2 separate regions of the Phocoena phocoena genome follow, and region 2 is linked to region 1. The links are chromatin contacts, called in public Hi-C maps. All regions are on one chromosome and are shown on one strand. Each heading gives the region's core, a stretch centred on a gene start, on an enhancer-like site or on the middle of the called end of the contact. The rest is flanking DNA. Distances are from core to core; before and after follow the strand shown. Region 1 holds the start of ELMOD2 (ELMO domain containing 2). Region 2 holds the start of TBC1D9 (TBC1 domain family member 9).

Region 1 (6,578 bases), core at 2,689-5,188:
AAGAATATTTCCCAGGTACCTTTTCAACCTAGGTCCCACAATGAGACAACTACAACAGACCTGAACTTGGCACCAGCTTGAAGAAGCGCTTCCCCAGTTGACCCACAGACACATTAGCAAGAAATAAATAATGCATTTATTTATAATGCAATTATATAATAAACCTATGCCCTGAGATTTTATAAGTTTGTTACACAGCAGCAACTGACTAATAAACAGTATGAGGTATGACTTATTTTGGATCAAAAGGTACATGACCCAGGATTTTCTATAACTATCCAAACCTATCTTAAGGACACAGTCTATTAGAAAGTTTTCCCCCTAAGACCCTGCTTTCCCAAAATCTAACAAGTTTTGAGGTAAAATAAACAAGCAAAACCTCAGAACAGAAAAAATTATTCAAATACCTTCTTTGTGCATGAGTAGTGCACACAAACACATACACACACAGAAAAAAAAGGTTTTAAAAAATAGAATATTTCTTCTAAGATGGGAAAATTTCACTCAATACTCTTTACAGCAAAGACTCTTCTAGTAGGACATTAAAAATAATTCACTCTAAAATTGAGACATTCTTTTAAAGAAAAAGTATCTCCAAGTTAAGTTGTCTAGAATAATCACCTTGATATGATCCTACCTTATTCTTGGAGTATGTCAAGGAATTTTCTGAAATGAAAAAAAAAAAAGAATATTATTACTTAAATGCTGTTTGTGAATTACTCTGCAAACAAATAGTATAAACATCAAGCCAGTAATAAATTACTTTAATAGTTCCAGAAGATATAATTTCTACATGAATAACATAGCAAACATTAAAAAAATTTATCCTTACAGTATGATTCCAAAATTCTCAACCCAACACACATACCAGAGCCAAACAGGTAAGACCAACCTAATTTCCCCAGAATCATCTGTTTCTGTGCGGGCCCCCAAGTGTCTACTAACTGCTGCAAATTCATCCACGGCTACCTCAGAATAGCTTGGGTTCCAGAAACTCATCTTAAGAATACAGTGAGAGTGCTCTATCCTACCTTTTCATGTGTTAGCCTTACGAAGTAAGCGTTTACATTTGAAGAGCTAGCAAACAAAACATACAACAAAGGGGCAAAAAGGAAGACTTTAGATTATCTGGACAACCATTCTCTAACCAGACAAAAAGCAAAACAGCTTTTTCGTTCTTGCTTTCTGCTTCAAGAATCACAAGAACGTTTTTTACTGGTCTGTTTACAAATTTTTCTGGCAAATAGTAAACAGTCTCCTTTTCTCAGCAATTTGAAAAATTCAAGAAAAATGTTCTTGCTGCAAAATAAAGTCTTAAAATGTTCTTCTGCCATAATATAAAAAACCAATCAATACTACGAAGAGTTCTTATCAAGAGGTACTTTGCTCTTCTCAGAGCAGTCAAAAGGGCAAATCAAAAGAGCAGGCAATAATTTAAGTCAGCTACAAAGTTGTGAAAAATCTAGGGAGGTAATTAAACTTCAATCATCTAGCAGCCCTGAGGCTCACTCTCTCCTTACTCTGCCATTCTTCCCCTGTTATCTTGGCTACTAACACGCACTCCTCAAATCTTACAGCGGTGGATTTCTTAGTTGAAGCACACTTGTTCAACACAAAAGAGGCTGTGGTTAAGTCATGATTTTCCATCTGACACAGTGAACATGAACTGCAGCCCATCCCTGGTCTGCCTCACTCTGGCCAAAGAGAAATGACCTCGATCATATTTCTCACTCATCTGTGTTCTAATTTAAAGCCATATTTTCAAGTAAGTATTGAAAGCTGATCAATTTTAGAAGGTACTAGAGCAGCACTGTTCAACAGAAATATAATGCAAGCCCAAATGCGAACCACATGTGTACCTTAACGTTTTCTAGTAGCCATATTAGAGTAAAAGAAACAGATAAAAGTAATGTTAATATATTTTAACCCAATAGATCCAAAATATTATCATTTCAACATACAATGAATGTAAACAATTATGAATGAGATACCTTTACATTCACATAAAGCCTTTGAAATCCAGAGTATATTTTCTAGTTCTGCACATTTAATTCAGACTAATCATATTTCAAGTGTCCAATAGCCACATGTGGCTATTGGCTACAGTATGGGACAGTGCAGATTTTTAGTCTACTAATCTTTCCTAGGGATCACTAGATACCTGTTATTATTCTTTCATGAACTGCATAAGAGATTAAAAGATTGAAGGATGCTGAATATAAAAATGGATCTCCTTCACTGAAGTGAAAATTTCAAAGGGCTTACAGAAGTATAGAGATTTTTCTCTAGAAAGTAGGTTGCAACCATAATCTAAGGAAAACTGATGAACTTCAGGAGCCAGAGAAGATAATTCTTTGCACAGATGCAGAATTAAATAATAGTTTCTTTTTCTATAGAATCAGTTTTAGTGCTGGAAGGATTCAAAGTGAGATTTCAAAGATCATGAAACTGAGATTAAGTGACTTGATCGTGATACACAAGCGCTATTGTCACTATCAGTACTGAGAAAAATATTCATTCAGAGTTAAATTTTTATTCGTTTTTAATTATCCTTTTTCGAAAAACATTACCTATCCTGTGTGTCCTTTGTGCACCTACATAGGTATCAAAAATTCGCTGCAATTCACATTTTCCAGTCATCTGTCGTAAGAGCCATTTCATCCAAAATCGAAAGAAGTGCCCATAGAAGAACTCCCACAAAGAAATAAACATTTTTTCCTGGAGAAGGAAATATATGACAGGTTTAACGACCTTAAATTGGATTTAGAAAAAGAGAAAAAATTAGTGTATCCAACTCATCAAATCCCAAATTATATTAATAGATATAATGTTGTTCCATTGTGTCTATTTTGTAGTAGTGTTTGGGCATCTAAGAAAACAATGCCAGGTGTAATAAATACCATTTAGATTAATTAAATGATGCTGGCCAAATGGTTAATTTATCATTTTAAACAATTAACTGTAAAAATCAAACTACTTACTTAGATTCAAGCCCTCAGTTCACTATTTTATTTCTTATTCTTTGAGAACAGGGCTCAACAGTTCAACAACCAAAGGACCCCACCTAAAGCAACAATTAAATCAAATATACCATATATCAGAATTGTTTGTGTAAAGAATAAGTCTTCTTAACCCCTGTGGATAATCCCAGTTACAGCTGTCCCACAGTCAGGCGATGGCAGCAAATAAAAACACTACATATGGCTTACAAATGAAGTACACAAACTGAACACGGAATAGATCACACCCTGGCTAATTGTTGATTTTCCATTCAACAGGTGAACGGCAGAAATACTAAGAAGGGTAATAGACTACATCCTCGATAAAACTGAATCTTTATGCCATAAGAAAAATCTTCGGCTCCTAAATGAAGCGGGGTCAGGGAAATGAAAGTCAGGAGTTACTTAAAAACAAAAATGCTCATCTCTTTCCTGCCTTAAACATTCCCGCAGACAGACCATCTCCCGAGGGACTGTCAAATTCGAGATCCCCGCAGGTTAGTGCAGAATCAGTGCACAGAGACTTGCTCAACTGTGATTTTAAAATGAATCCATCTGGTCCACGCTCATCAGGACAAAAGAAGCCGAACTGCAAAGCGGAGGGAACGCCTGCCTCACGGCGCCTGAGCTCCCCAGCCCTCTGGGAGCCGCTGCGCCGCCGAGCCCCCCTCCCGGAGCTTGGCCGAGCCCAGCTCGTGCCCTGCCCGCGAGTGGGAGGGAACCGCTCGCACAAAGCCCCGCCGGCCCGGCAGCCCCGCGGGACTTTCCGTAGGACACCGTGGGGCTCGCGCGCCTTCAGCGCAGCCGCACCCAAGCTGCACCGGGCGAGAGGAAAAGAAACAGCAGCCACCTCACGGGAACGGGAAGAACTAGGAGGAGCTGGAGCTGCCTCGGTTTCCCCGACTGCAAACTGCCGGCAACGGAAACGACGCTACTCGCGGTACGCTCCCTGCAAGCACCGCGACCCGGAAGTCGGGGAGCGAAGCGGCGGGAACGCCTTCCCCGGCACACGGCCCGGCCCCGCCCCGCCGCCCTCGCCGATTGGCCCGAGCTCCACCAATCGCTATCTCTGAAAGCATGTCGAGCTGGGCTGCCCCGCCGCGCGTGCTCGGATTCTAGGGACGCCCGACGGTTTCCCTGGCAACCACTACCTTGAGGCACGCCCCGCGCCAAAGATCGGTCTTCGGCAGAGCGGCTCCGTAGATTTTTCTCGCCTTAAATTTCGGGTCTTTTGCGCAAGCTGAAACGGTGTACTACTCCTAGATTCCAAGCACGGGAGAAGCGATGTGCTTTGCGTAACTTTCATACCGCCAAGGTAACAAAAGTGCTTTCACCTGCATTTAATCTTAATTCTGTGAAGTAATTAGTAACAGTCCCACTTTATGGATGAGGAAACAGAATTTACGTTGAATGACTTGCCCATGGCTACTACGTGGCAGATACGGAGAGCCCTGTACGTTGAGTAAAGAAGTTTAGACTTTGTCCTGTAATGATAAACATCTAATAGTACATGGAACATTTATTCCTTAGCTGTTTTTTTCTTGAAAAAGTAACTTATACACATGACTTTTTAAAAAAATCCAACCTCAAACAGTACATTCATTAATTCAAGTATCTGTTAATTGGCCGTTGATGCATCAGGCAGTGTTCTAAGAGGGAGTCATACATTAAATAAATGCAAATATTTAGTATGTCAAGTGGTACTAAAGGGGTATTAGGGAAGGGAGGGAGAGTTTCTACATACAGTGTAGACAGGGGAGTCTCCGTGTTAAGGTGACATTTGACCAGTGTTCAGAATGAAGTAAGGGAGTGAGAGTATCTGGAGGAAGAGTATTCCAGACACTAGAAAGGCAAGTGCAAAGACATACTTCATAAGGTGGAGGAATAGCAAGAAGGGCAGTATGCCTGGAGTTGAAAGAACAAGGGGAGAGTAAAATACAAGTACAAAGGACACTTTACACTGAAAAATAACTTCCACCCACCCATGCACAACTCCTGGTCCCTCATCCTCCTTTCTCGAAAGCAACCAGTATTAGTTGCTTGTTTGTACCTTCAGGGACATTCTATGCGAATATATATATACACCCCCTCCATCCCCTTGTTAGCACAAACTGAAGCAGCAGTGCACACTTTTCCACACCTCAACCAACATTTTTTTAAAAGGTGCTAATTGTAAAACGCTAGACATGTGAAGGGTGCATAAGCCATCATCCCTGCCCCATAGAAGCAACTAACTTGGTAATGAAATCTGGACATATATTATAATAATAAAACAGACTCGGATCTTGAAAGGAACTTAAAGATCATCTCAATGAATATTTTTTATTGTACATAAAAAGATTCAAAAAGGCAAAGTACACAGCGAAATTGTCAAATTAAGAACTAGAAACAAACCTATATTTCAGGTGTCTCTCTATTATTACACAAAACCTTCATAGAATAGAAAGTGAGATAATTCTGTAGTACAATTATAAAATCCTTTTACCTTTTCAATATGCTACACTGAGAGTTGGGGGTGGTGGTGCAGAGAGGAACCCTTCTGCTGGTCTCCATGCTACCTGTTGGCCCACTTCTATCCATGTTTTTCTCCAAGAGAGGAGAATGCTCACCTGTTTGGTCAGAACCTGAGAAGTTGGTTGAACTGCATTTATTGGAAGCAGGATCACTGTCTATTAAAATGCCATGTGCGTATGGATTTCCTCTTCTCTCTTCCATGAATTCATTTGCATATAACTAGCAGATACAATAAACCAGTCCTGTGCCTATTGGCCTTCTATCTTTCTCATTTTATTGTCTTTCTTCTTTGTGGCTGGCTAAATGGTGGTTAGATCCTAAGATTAGAATTCTGGCTTCAAGGAGAAAGTGGGACCTACTTAGGTCTCTGAACTAAATTGTGTGCTTCTACCAGGCCTTATCAGATACACCTACATGGAAGAAAGAAGCTATGGTGTAATGGAGTTTGGTTATATTTTTGTGTAGTACTGAGGAATCTCTGCTTTTCTTGGATGCTCAGACTAAACAACAAAGGCACTGTTGATTTTAGAAACTGCTTAATGGAAAGAGTTGTTTGTATGACTGTTAATCAACAATTTGTTACAGTGTTTGGGGTTTGATCCATGGAGGACCCAAGTAAAATATCAAGCCCTCTTGTGGAGTGTGTGAAGTCTGGAACGCAGCGACTTTATACTGAGAAGGAAAACTGTATACTCCTTTCACTAACAGTGAAATGGATTACTTATGCAGAAGCATTAAAAATGTTATGGACAGTGGCAACCCTGACTGGTTTTATGATGATTTGTGTTGCATTTTCCTGAAACTAAGTTAGACACTGTGCTTAGGGGGAACCCCTCGTGTATGGATTCCCCATATAATTTTTTTTAATGGAAGGACAAGGAAATACACAGAATGCCAAGGCAAATTTGTTCTCACAGCTACTAGTAACGGGGTTTACCAATGAAAATTTAAGCTATGCAAAATTAAGCTAATCGGCTGGGGTGAAGATATTAACCAGAACAAAGGAAATAACCATTGAATCAGGTAGAACTATTTGTATGATTGTTTTTTTTTAAAAGAAAAAGG
Region 2 (6,270 bases), core at 2,487-4,986, 160 kb before region 1:
TTCCCTCAAATCCTGCTCTAGTTAAGGATGGTCCTGGCTGCAGATCTGTTCAGCCACTTACAGCTGATAGAACAAGACTGTGGCTTCTGTACCATCAATTAACTCCATTACTTGCAGACTAGATGGTTGTGGTGACTGGTTGATCTAGTTTTTCCAGTTGGAGTCGCAACTCAGATCCATTGTGAAGGTCTCTATACCAGATATCAGAGCTACTGCAAAGGCTTGCATCTTTGAAACAATGTTAATGTTAGTCTTCCCTATCTCAACTGGTTACCCTTCTCCTTCTACCTCACTGGATACTAGAAATCCCAAATACCCTCCTAGAAATATTGCCCTTCCAGGTTGGACAGGGAAGGTCTGGGCATTAAAAAAAAAAGTCCTCGTTGACATGTTACCTTCAGCATCTAGAAGGCAAGGGAAGGAGTTGGCTTCTTCAGCATTTTATTAATCTGCTGGGTGAATTCTCTCTGCTGAAACGAGAACTGAATTTTCTACTGGCCTGACCACTCCTGATGCTGCTGGGCAAGGGGAGGGTTAGTAGGACTAGTGTGCTGCAGCCTTCACGCCCTTACTTCTGGGAGAACTGGGCCATGATGCTGTGGGCACTGCAGTTGGGAGGTGGGTGCGGGCAGAAATAAAATCCCTAAGACTCCATGGTATTTCCAAGGGTAGGCAAGTCCCTAGAAGACAAAGTAGAGGACTTACTGGGAAAGGGGTGAGGATACGGAGGAAAATACACCACTGTGAAGGTGATAGAGCAGGAAAGATGGAAACATGTAGGAACGGGGATGAGAGTTGCCAAAGACAAATTTACTACCCTCGCAATTTTGCTTCAATCACATCTGCCCACTCAGTAGTAAACCCACTGATTGCTCCAAAGTGGCCCATCAGAACCCTATTGGAGTAGAGTTTTTCCATGGGGGTGGAGGGCAGTAGGAGATCTCAGCTGACATAAAGACTGTGAAGTCACTTACTGCTATCTTATCTAGGCATCTGTCGAATGCCTCTTTAAGTGGTTTGAGACAATCCTTGGGCTTAAAAACAATGGGAATGAATTGAAAGCTAAAAACACTCACCTATTTTACTGAGGAACTGGTTGGATTAATTAGGTTCTTTATCTGTTATTTCTAGTTCGGGCATATTTGATTGTCTTTTCTTTTTTTTCAAACAAAGCCACATTTTAATAAGTGAGCTGTTAACAGTATGGGACCGGCAAACTGCCGTAAACTGCTTGTAATTTCTTTGGTTCTTTGCAGTGTTCTTTTACCATAGGTTATCACAATTCATGATCGTAATGGAAGCCCTGATTTCCTGGACAGAATGTGCTCTAAATCATCCAAAAAAAACCCCAAACACCCCCCTCCAAGAAAATAGCTAAGGACTTAAATTGTTTTCTTCTTTCCTCTTGGTGTCCAATCTTGTTCTCAAAGCAAATTTTTGTAAGTTTTTTTTTATTATCAATTTTACATTTTAATCTTCATGAAGGCAGAGATTTTGGTATGTTGTGTTCACTTGTTATGCTCAGGGCCTAGAGTTGAGTAGACATTCAATAATTACACTTTGAATGAATGAGTGAATGAACGCATGAATTATATAAGTAAGTACCATTTTAGCACCAACAGATAAAAAGTGCTAAGTTAAGATCACACTCTAGGGCTAAGGTAGAGATGTCTAGCCACAGCTTCGAGCAGTATGATAAGGACACTCCAAAAGACAGTATGAAGGTACTTAGTGGAGTTTTAAAAAATGCTAATCATATAAAATAAAAGGATGTCTATGGAAGCACTTCAAAATATTAATATTATATAAATATAAAATTAATAATTTTACATATGTATGATTTGCAATCTTATTGTTTAAAATTTGCAATAGATTTTCATGACTGAAGGCACTGTACCTTGACCAAAGGTGCCAAATGACATTTTTGAGTCTGTGTTAAAAATATGACATCTCCACAAATGCCTAGAGATGTAAAATGTTTCCTAAAGAGGCAGAAGATCAGTCAGTGTGATAATGTGAAGGGAGACTTCCATTTCTCCAGAGCCCACCGGGTAGGACACCAACAGGTACAGAGGCAGCCTCTTTAAAATGGCTGGGATGCGCTCCCTCGCCCATTTGAAGGAATTCAGCAATCCAAGTGCGAGACACATAAGTAAAAAATTTGAAGTCCCCACAAGAAAGTCTAATTTGAATGCTTTGCTCATTGGGAAAGGGAGAAGTCCCTAGGATTGTAGAGCTTCCACGACAAAGCAGAGCTTAGTAAATTCCCATCATCTGGGAAGAGGAGACTCTTTTTGCTCAGCTATCTGAAGATCTCCTGGGTGTAAAAAAGAAGTGAGGAAAAGGTCATCAGATACGTAGGTGGATGGGCTGTGATCACCACAAAGAGACTCGAAATACCGGGGGAAAGCAAAACTGTCTAGGGATAAGGATGGCCTGGGTTGTGTGTCTCTAATTTCAATAATTCTTTAAAAAAATTTAAATCCATCTATTAAGTGTGGATAAGTCCTTGAATTCTGCCATGTCCTGTCCTCGAAGAGCCAAACGCCTCATATAGGGACAGCTGTGGTATGAATTAGTTGCTCTAAGCCTTTGGGCTGCTTCCAACTTCGCTATTGCTCATGCCCTACAGGTCAAGGAAAGAAGTGATGTAATGCACTTAGCTGGGCCATTTTAATTACCATGGAATGCAGAGGGGGCGGGGTTACAGGCGGTGACACGTTTGGCGCAAGACTTGCCCTAGGGACGCAGGAAACAAAAACATCGACAACCATTGGCTGCGTCCACTTCCGACCCGGGTCTCCAGCTCCAAGTCTGGAACCTTGAAACACATTTCTTGGGAAGAGGGGTGGCGCTAGCCTACCAAGCGTCAACCATAAACACACATAGAGAGCGCGCGCGCGCGCGCGCGCGCGCACACACACACACACACGCACACACACACCCACCGAGGTCCTCCCTGCTGGGATGGGCGTGGGGCCGAGTGCTCGCCACCCGGTCCCCAGAAGGTTCCCCCAAAGCCAGCCGCTGCGGCCCGGCTCGGCGCGCAGGGCCCGGGTAGGATTCGCGTCCGCGGAAGCTGGTGTCACTCGGGCTCTCTCCTAGTGAGCCGCGCTGTCGTCATTCATTCGCAGTGTCCGGATCGTCCTTCCAGCTGGGAGCTGGGCTTCACCGAGGGTGCGAGCGGCCCCAACGCGAAGTGTTAACGCGCTAGGGCTCTGAGCTTCTAGAGACGGAGGCGGCCCGGACCCTGGGTGGGCGCTGTGGGAGCAGCCGCGTCCCAGCCCAGCTCTGCCCGACCCGCGGGGCCGAATCAGCTGGCGGCGCCCGCAGCCCTGCTCGGCGCTGAGCCGGATCCCGGGACTGAGCCACACCACTTCCTCCTTCTCCCGCTCCCCTTCCTTTTTCTCCTCCCGCCGCCCTGGGCCCCGGCCGGGCTGCGGAGCGAAGAGCCTGGGCGTCTGCGGCCGCGGGCTCGCGGAAGGCGGCGGCGCCGGGGAGAGGATGCTGCTCGCGGTGCCCGCGTCCTCGCCATCCTCCCCGGCCGCCCGCGGGGGCTTTGTTGTGACCCGGGCGCCGCGGGCCGCCCCCTGGTGAAGTCGCTCTCGGCCGCCGCACCTAGCTGGCGGGCTGGCGAGCGGACGGGCGGGCGCGCGTGTGCCCGGGAGTGCGCGCCGGTGCGCGCGGGACCCGACCTGCCGCCCCATTGTGCGTGCGCCCTCGGCGCCCGGGAACATGTGGGTGAACCCCGAAGAGGTGCTGCTGGCCAACGCGCTGTGGATCACGGAGAGGGCCAACCCCTACTTCATCCTGCAGCGGAGGAAGGGGCATGCGGGCGATGGAGGCGGCGGCGGCGGCGGACTGGCGGGTAAGGATCCGCGGCCGGTCTCTGCGGGAGGGGGGCCGGGAGCTGCGGCGCCGCCCGCCGCCCTGGGCTGCGGGCACCCGAGAGACGCCGCCCTGTCCCTTGGGGCTGGGTGACCCGCCCGCTTTGCTGCGTGGAAAGCATCAGGAGTCGTAATTTTCAGACTGAAAGAGATGCTTCTTTTCTCACCCTGTCAGGCGATGGGGCCCTTCATGTACCGGGCGCCCCATAAGTGGGTGATGTTTATGATAATGGAGATGAGTGAGTCTGGGGAGGGGGGAGCATCAGTCCTTAGGAATTGAATGCGGTACTTCCCCTCTCCCCCTTTTAAAAAATACTGCTTTCTATATGGGCAAGAGAGGGGAAGGGCGGTTAATTTTTACTTGATTCTCTTTTGGTAATGGCAGGATCAGGTATAAAATGCTCTTTTGTTTCCAGGGAAGCAATCAGTAAGGAGCTGGTGTGGTCATTTCCTATGTTAGTTACGCCTGAAGAGAAAAGGAAAAAGGAAGGAAAAGGAATTTTGTTGTTGTTGTTGCATCTAATTAGGCATAACAAAGCAAGTTGTCTGGTTATAAAATGAATCAGAAGTATAGCTGCATTTTAATCATTTTTAACTCAGTCTCTTCCCCACACCCCCTCACAGGTATTGTTAATATTGTAACTATTACTAAAACCATGCCATATCATTCCACATGGTAAAATCAGATGCCTATCCCAAGTAGTGCCATATTAGAAAGGTCTTCTTTTATTAAGTAACTAGTTTGCATGGTGGGAGATGACAGATGATGTTGAACTCATACCATACTAGAGAAATTGGACCTTCCCCTCTCCCTCGTGGTTAGAATGAACAGAACTGGGATGCTTTTTAGAACGAAAAAGTTAGCAGAAGGAACAGGAGAGGTTTAACCAGGAAAGATATTGTAGAAAAGAGATGAACCTTGACCTCTGCAGAGTTCAGAATATATCCCTCACCAGGAGCTTGCATGCTAGGTAAATTGGAGCTTTCAAAATGCCCTGCTATGAACTCAAAATTCTTGATATAGTGTGTATGTAGTTGTGATTCTAACTTATGAACTAGTTTTCTCGAGTAAAATTCAAGTGTCACACTGTACAGCATCTACTAGTTTGCTTGCACATCAGGGCGCCTCTAGATAATCTGATTTTTCTGCACTTTTTCTACCATAAAAGAAGGGAGTCTGCAGACCTCCAGATTGTGTTCCAGAAATTCTGATTAGTGGCCTAGAATCAGCATTTTCCAGTTCATTTTGTAGAAGTTGTCTAACTATGTACATTAATATGAAACTTGCATATCTAATATTGGTATCAGCCCAGATTGTCCTTTAAGTCTAAAGCAACAATGTAGAGTAGATAGTTTATTGTATTAACAAAGAACATTTCCTGCCTGGAGATAACCCTTCCCACACCCTCAACTACTAAGTATTTGTTTTCTAGAGTCATTTGCAATAGGTTACAAAAAATAAGAGATGCAGAGCCTTCTTTTTCTAGTTAACTTTTTTATTGCATTCCTACTGACTCTTAGAGCTGTAATTAACTGCAGTCCATTTGGAATCTCATCATCGATGACTTATTTCAGATAAACTTAGCTTCTGAATTGAGAAATCATAGCTATTGCACTTATCGCTAGAATAATTGAAATCATTGAAATGAGTAAAAATATTCCTGCCAACAAAGGCTATTTTCAACCAACGTAGGAAAAATGTTTGCTCAGATTGGTTGGTGCCACATCAAATGTATGAGGGGCATTTTAGAAATCCTCGTACAATGTACAGTATATTCTAATTCTAATGTGGGCTCATTCATGCGTTCATTAACTCACTATATCATTTAAAATATTGGTTGGTAACTTCTAAAGTGCCAGTGTCATGAAGCTCACAGCCTAGCAGGAGAAGACAGATGCGGATAAAATTATCCTATAAATTAATATAAAATCTCCATTCCGCAGGGTCCCGGCAGAAAACGGAATCCAACCTAGTTCAAGTGAAGAGAATTTAGTGAAAAGACAACTTAGATGAAGGCAGGGTTCCCAGGACCAGTGAAAGGCACAGCAGTGGAGAGCTGTTATAGGTGGCAGGAATGATGCTACTGGAAGAGTTTGGGTCTCCAGAGAAGCAGCCACCCCTAGGAACACAGACCACAGCAAAAGAGGGTGGGGAGGACATGTCCGACTTCTCTCTTCTCCTCACCTCCCAGCTTCTGCCGTTGCCTCTCCTCTGTGGAACCCAGTAGAAGCTGGCTGGATGGACTGTCCTGGTGATCTAGTGCCTAGGGATCAGCCTCCCAGGGGTGGAACTGGGAGGTGGGGACAAACTGAGAATGACCAGCACTAATGTCAAAAGGAGACGTTACCCCATTCCGGGTAGGGGTAGGTGCAAGGAAGGATT

Evidence for each region. A called contact is a pair of places that touch in the nucleus more often than the background predicts.
Region 2: a contact with region 1 is called in a Hi-C map of kidney, with 5 times the contacts expected there. The contact joins the promoter of TBC1D9 here to the promoter of ELMOD2 in region 1. A contact is called at or near these places in 2 of 2 Hi-C or Micro-C datasets (kidney and lung).

Annotation. Positions count from the first base shown.
Region 1 is chr5:21,414,291-21,420,868 of mPhoPho1.1, reverse strand. ELMOD2 (ELMO domain containing 2) reads right to left here and starts at 3,938. Exons shown (of 9, transcript XM_065877895.1): 1 at 3,850-3,938; 2 at 2,571-2,718; 3 at 638-666. The coding sequence starts at 2,712.
Region 2 is chr5:21,574,849-21,581,118 of mPhoPho1.1, reverse strand. TBC1D9 (TBC1 domain family member 9) reads left to right here and starts at 3,736. Exons shown (of 21, transcript XM_065877183.1): 1 at 3,736-3,868. The coding sequence starts at 3,736.